2 separate regions of the Sus scrofa genome follow, and region 1 is linked to region 2. The links are chromatin contacts, called in public HiChIP or PLAC-seq maps. All regions are on one chromosome and are shown on one strand. The core of a region is the stretch at or near the end of the contact, and the rest is flanking DNA. Distances in the headings are between cores, read along the strand shown.

The links. HiChIP or PLAC-seq counts read pairs in DNA pulled down with a chosen protein or histone mark.
Region 1: a contact with region 2 is called in an H3K27ac HiChIP or PLAC-seq map of skeletal muscle, with 2.3 times the contacts expected there. The contact joins two enhancer-like sites. A contact is called at or near these places in 1 of 47 Hi-C or Micro-C datasets (skeletal muscle) and 2 of 2 datasets of contacts at active chromatin or transcription factors (alveolar macrophages and skeletal muscle).

Annotation. Positions count from the first base shown.
Region 1 is chr4:18,362,962-18,365,661 of Sscrofa11.1, reverse strand. The region is part of intron 2 of SNTB1 (beta-1-syntrophin); the gene reads right to left. Among named protein-coding and RNA genes, the nearest start is that of SNTB1, 76 kb to the right of the region's middle. Within about 2 kb of position 1,386, at least 20 of the 83 cell types and tissues checked have an H3K27ac peak or open chromatin away from gene starts, as enhancers often do. A contact at or near this core is called in alveolar macrophages and skeletal muscle, where this site is marked.
Region 2 is chr4:18,187,620-18,190,319 of Sscrofa11.1, reverse strand. No RefSeq gene overlaps it. Among named protein-coding and RNA genes, the nearest start is that of SNTB1, 100 kb to the left of the region's middle. Within about 2 kb of position 1,364, at least 4 of the 83 cell types and tissues checked have an H3K27ac peak or open chromatin away from gene starts, as enhancers often do. A contact at or near this core is called in alveolar macrophages and skeletal muscle, where this site is marked.

The DNA of each region.
Region 1 (2,700 bases), core at 137-2,636, 180 kb before region 2:
GTTGCTGAAATACACGTCTGAAGTTATACCTAATCTTTGTGTGTGTGTGTGTGTCTTTTTAGGATTGCATATGGAGGTTACCAGGCTAGGGGTCGAATTGGAGCTGTAGCTGCTGGCCTGCACCACAGCCACAGCAATGTCAGATCCGCGCTGCCTCTGCGACCTACACCACAGCTCAAGGTAATGCCAGATCTTAACCCATTGAGCAAGGCCAGGGATCGAACCTGTGTCCTCATGGATGCTAGTCAGATTCGTTTCTGCTGAGCAACGATGGGAACTCCATCTACCAATATGTTTTAAACAGAGAGTGGGGGTTAATGCCCCAGTGTCCCCACAGCTACTGTGCCAATGACCATGGCATCGGGTCAAAGTGCAAACATGGAGACCATGAAAGCCATCATCTCAAATCAACTTACTAAAGATGCACCCCCGGTTCTATTACCAAGCCCACAGTGCTGCTCTCATAAATTCTAGTTTAATAAATCTGAGTATGGGTTCAACCTAATTGAGAACCTACCCTATGCTAGGGACATACGTGTACATGTATATAATACATATAATGCATATGTGTAAATATATATATTATATAAATACAAATATATATATTATATAAATATATATATATATATATAAATACATTGTAGTTAGGCTCACTAGGATGGATTCTAACTTCAGTGCCATTGCAAAGTGAATGACTCTAGGCAAGTTATTTGGTATCTTTGCACTTCAATTTCATCTTCTGTAATGTGGGCATAATGACACTTATCTTTCACGTCAATTTAAAGATTTTTAAATGGTACATCTAGAGAGAGTTTAGCACCGTGCTTGCCATGGAGTGGCTTAATAAATAACAGCTAAGAAGAAAAAGTACAGTTGTTTTCAGTTAAATGAATAAAATGCAGTTTTATAAATCCAGGTCAAATTATACCCTCCTATTTTAGTTTGCTCAAGGGAGGAAAAAAAAAAAAAAGAATGTTTAGCTCTGTCTTTCTCTTTTAAAAAGCCTACACAACACACTGTAAATGAACTATACTTCAATAACATTTTAAAAAGAAAATAACATTGAAAAACTACACAGACAAAATATTAAGGAACCACACATTTCATAAAATGAGGAGGCGGCGGCAGCATCTTAGTTTCAGACCCAGAGAAAGTGGAAGGGGGTCATTGGCAAAGAATCAGAAAAGAATCAGGAGGCTCAATATCATCTCTCGGGGCCAGTTTATGAAATCCTGGTTGGATGGAATTTGGAAGAGATGACTTCTGAGACTTAAAATCCTGATTGCTTAATATTTCTTTAGAAAAAGTTATAGCGCCCTGGTCTTCCCGGGAGTCCCAGAACACTGGTGCAGGAAAGGATGTGGGAGAGTGCGCAGGCATCACGTCACGTCACGAGGGCGGAAGCCGGGGGCCCACTGAGAGGTGACTGGTCCCAAACTGCTCAACGAATAAGGTCCAAAGCCAGCACCAGAAGCCAAACCTGCAGATGCCTGTGGCAGAACTTTCCTATCATTCAGCAACCCAGCTGTTACTAGATATCATGGGTTTAATTCTGGGTAACGATTATGACTTGTTGAATTTTTAACTTCCCCGAAAATGAACTTCACCAGAAAACACTCAGCACTCCCCAGTGCTGTATAATTTCTGCAAAGGCGACGAGTATGACAATTTTATATCATGGAAATGGGAGGACTGTATAAAGCAGTGAGCAGTGTCTCAAAACTGGAGCTTCCTTTGACAGCCGTAGGAAGCAATTTGGCTCTTTTAAGATGCTTATCTTTCCATGAGGGGATGAAAATTAAAAGTTGGAAAGCTCAAACCCTTTGTAAAGATTTTATTACTGATGCTTTTAAGAGGATGCGGTGGGGGCTGTGTTCTTTTCTTCAAAGCGCTGATATGACTTGGTAAATCAGCTACTTTTTTTCAAGTCTCCCTTGGTTATCAAACAGCTCCCTGTAACTTGGTTATCAAATACCTTAACTCTCCTCATTTCTGCAACCCTCAACCACTGAGAGGAAGACAGCGTTATGGTTCATGATTTTAAAAAAAGCAAAGACATTCGAAATGATATTTATTATCTCTAGCAGAACTTACACTTTAGACTTTTCTGGTTACTCCTCATGATTAACCAGAAAAGAGGAAACCTCACTCGGGGGATGTGGGTTCTGGGTTCTTGAGCGTGAAAAGTTTTCCTTTTGCTTTTCACATCATGACGTCATTAACCTCCACGCAGAGTTGGCTGTTTCTGTTTTGAACAGAGAGATGGATGTTTTGTGAATAGGGAGTATATACGCTATTTCCTTGAGACTCTTGCAGGCTGACAAATAGAAAGGACTAGAAGTTTATACAATGCGCAGAGGTCAACTCCGTCTGCCCATGCTTTCAGGAGTTTATACTTTGGCATGAAACACATCATTGCTGGGGCAATTAGAACTATAGCTGTTAGGCAACGTCAGGAGTGCTAGTTTGTGTGACCAACATCACAGGGTTGACAAGAGAAAACTAATTTTATCCCAGAGGTGCTGACTGGGAATAAAATTACATGGATGCCAAGTATGAGGTGAATAAATACCAGCTCTGAGAAATACTCTAAGTGGTTAAAAAACAAAAAGTACTATAGTTTATTTCAGAATCACTGCCTGTTCTTCCCTCTTCCTAGAGTGAGACATTATACCTGAGGGGTCACTTTGTACAGACAAG
Region 2 (2,700 bases), core at 115-2,614:
AAATAAATGTCACGGGATGTATTGAACAGCATAGAGAATATACTGAATACTATTGTCATAACTGTCTATGGTGACAGATGAAAACTAGACTTACCGTGGCGATCATTTTGTAATCTATAAAAATGTCGAATCACCATGTTGTATACCTGAAACTAATATAATATCATAAGTCAATTATAATTCAATAATAAAAAAGACGTTTTCTTCAGAGTGGGGAGAAATAGCTAAAAATCCAAGAGTTTTGAAGTTAGACAAATCTGGGTTTGAATCCTCATGCTTCACTTGCTAGTTTGTCTCCTAGGACAAGTCATGTTGCCTCAATAAGCTTCAGTTACCTCATCAATAGCATGGGGTTAAGAGTACCTACCCTGGAGTTCCTGTTGTGGCTCAGTGGAGTAAGAACATGACATAATGTCAGTGAGGATATGGGTTTGATCCCTGGCCTTGCTCAGTGGGTTAAGGACTCGGCATTGTTGCAAAGCTGTGGCGTAGATTGCAGATGGTGACTCAGATCCTGTGTTGCTGTGGCTGTGGTGTAGGCCTGCAGCTGCAGCTCTGATTTGAGAAAGAGTCTCTCCCCTATAGGACTGTTATAATTACTGGAATAAAGGGACATCTAGCAAGAGACTTTAAAAGGATTGCATTTCATCAGTTTGAGTCCCTTTAGGAAACAGATGATTCATTCAAATTGTGAAAGTATAGTAGCATGACTATTAAAAACATATATAGACAAGGTATAGTAAAACTACAAAAGGTACTTTAATATTCTGGAGCTAGCAGCTGCAGGCCTGAGGGTCTGGATAAAAGCAGTGTTTCCTAGACTTGGAGACAGAGTTGCATGCTGAGACCTCCATGGAGAGATGTGGCCAGACCTTGGCAACCACTGGGGGATTGAGAAATGAATAATGCAGGTTCCCTCCCTCACTCTCTCTTTTCTTCCTTCCAGTTCCTTCAGAGTCCTTTCAGTTGGCCAAACCCAACATGAAGCTATTTGGTAAGAGTGTCCATTAAGGTCACAGGAAGGGCTCAAGGAGGCAGAGCAGAGAATGATGGACAGTGGATCTGGGGGCGAATGGAACATACCCATCATGTTCCGTAAGTGTTATTCCCCTTCTTTTTTTCTTTCCGAGAGTGTGGACAAAAGAAGAATAAGCATGCAGTAGTGCTGTTACTAGTCTCTGAAAGACTGTGCCTTATATGTGAGTTCTATAGATTATGATGCATCACAGACATAGATCTGGAGTTGGAAACAAGCACCTACCAATCTTTATTTAAAGGCCAACGGGAGAAAAACAGATGGTCTAGTGGCTGACTCTCTGAGTGAGTGATGCAGAGAACTTGCTATGCTGGTCAGACATAAACAGGAGCTCCTGTTTCAATAGTGGCTTTTCAAGTTTACCTCTTGGCATGAAGCTCACTTTGGCAGAGGGTATCATATAAACAGGGCACATGCCCAAGCATGTAGGCCAGTCACTACTAGTTAGACCCATCTTCACCCCTGGCCCATGACCCACAGCTAGCTGAGAAAGGCAGGGCATCCTTTCAGAGAATGTCCTATGGACTGCTGAGATCCTTTCAAAATTTGTAAATGACTTGAAGGCCACCTTGGGAAAAGAATGCTTTGTCATTACCGGTGGGACAAATCTTTGATTCATTCCACTTGTAAAGCTTCTGACCTTTGAATAAACAACTCCTATAAATCAATCAGTCAATCAATCCATCAATCTCTCCAGCTGAATGGTAGCCCTCCATTGTCTTAATCCTCAGAACCTGTAAATGTTACCTTATTAAGAAAAAGGGTGTTTGTGAATGTAACTCAGGTAAAGGATAGTGAGATGAAGAGATCATTCTGGATTATCTGGATGGGCCCTAAATCCAATGCCAATTGTCTTTATACAGAGGACAAATACAATGAGGAGAAGCCTATATGATGATGGAGAAAGAGATGGGTGGGATGTGGCCAAAAGCCAAGAAAGCCAACAAACACTGGAAACTGGAAGAGGCATGGACTAGATTCCCTCTTAGAGCCTTTGTAGGGAGTGTGGCCCTGGTTGTAGACTTCTGGCCTCTAGAATTGTGACGGAATAAATTTCCATCCTTGCAAGCCAGCAAATTTGTGGGATTTGTTACAGTGGCCCTGGAAACTAATGCACTTCCTATGAAACCATCTGTGCTGACACCTTGACTGCTAAGCAAATCCAGTCTTAGCAGCTTGAAGAATGATAGAAATAGCGCAGAGAACGAACATCCTCAAACATATTTTTCGGAAGTTTGTGAGAAGCCATCTCATATCCTAGGAAGTCGTGCTATCTAATTTACACCTTAAGTGTAATAAAACATCACTAAGTTGTAAGAGAGGCAGAAGGAAGAGCATTGGAGGAAGGAATCACGTGTCCAAGATTCTAGTACTGGCTTTCCTATCCACTGGCTATTGACCTTGGGAAAGTCATTCAAGGGCTCCAAGCCTAGATGTGCTTATCTCTAAAATACTTGTCCCAGCCACTTTACAATATTGGCAAGAAGATTAAATTGCACAAGGTGCTTTGAAATAGTAAAGTGCTATCCACGGTGCTCCCGTCGTGGTGCAGGGAAAACGAATCTGACTAGGAATCATGAGGTTGCAGGTTCGATCCCTGGCCTCGCTCAGTGAGTTAAGGATCTAACTTTGCTGTGAGCTGTGGTATAGGTCGAAGACGCGGC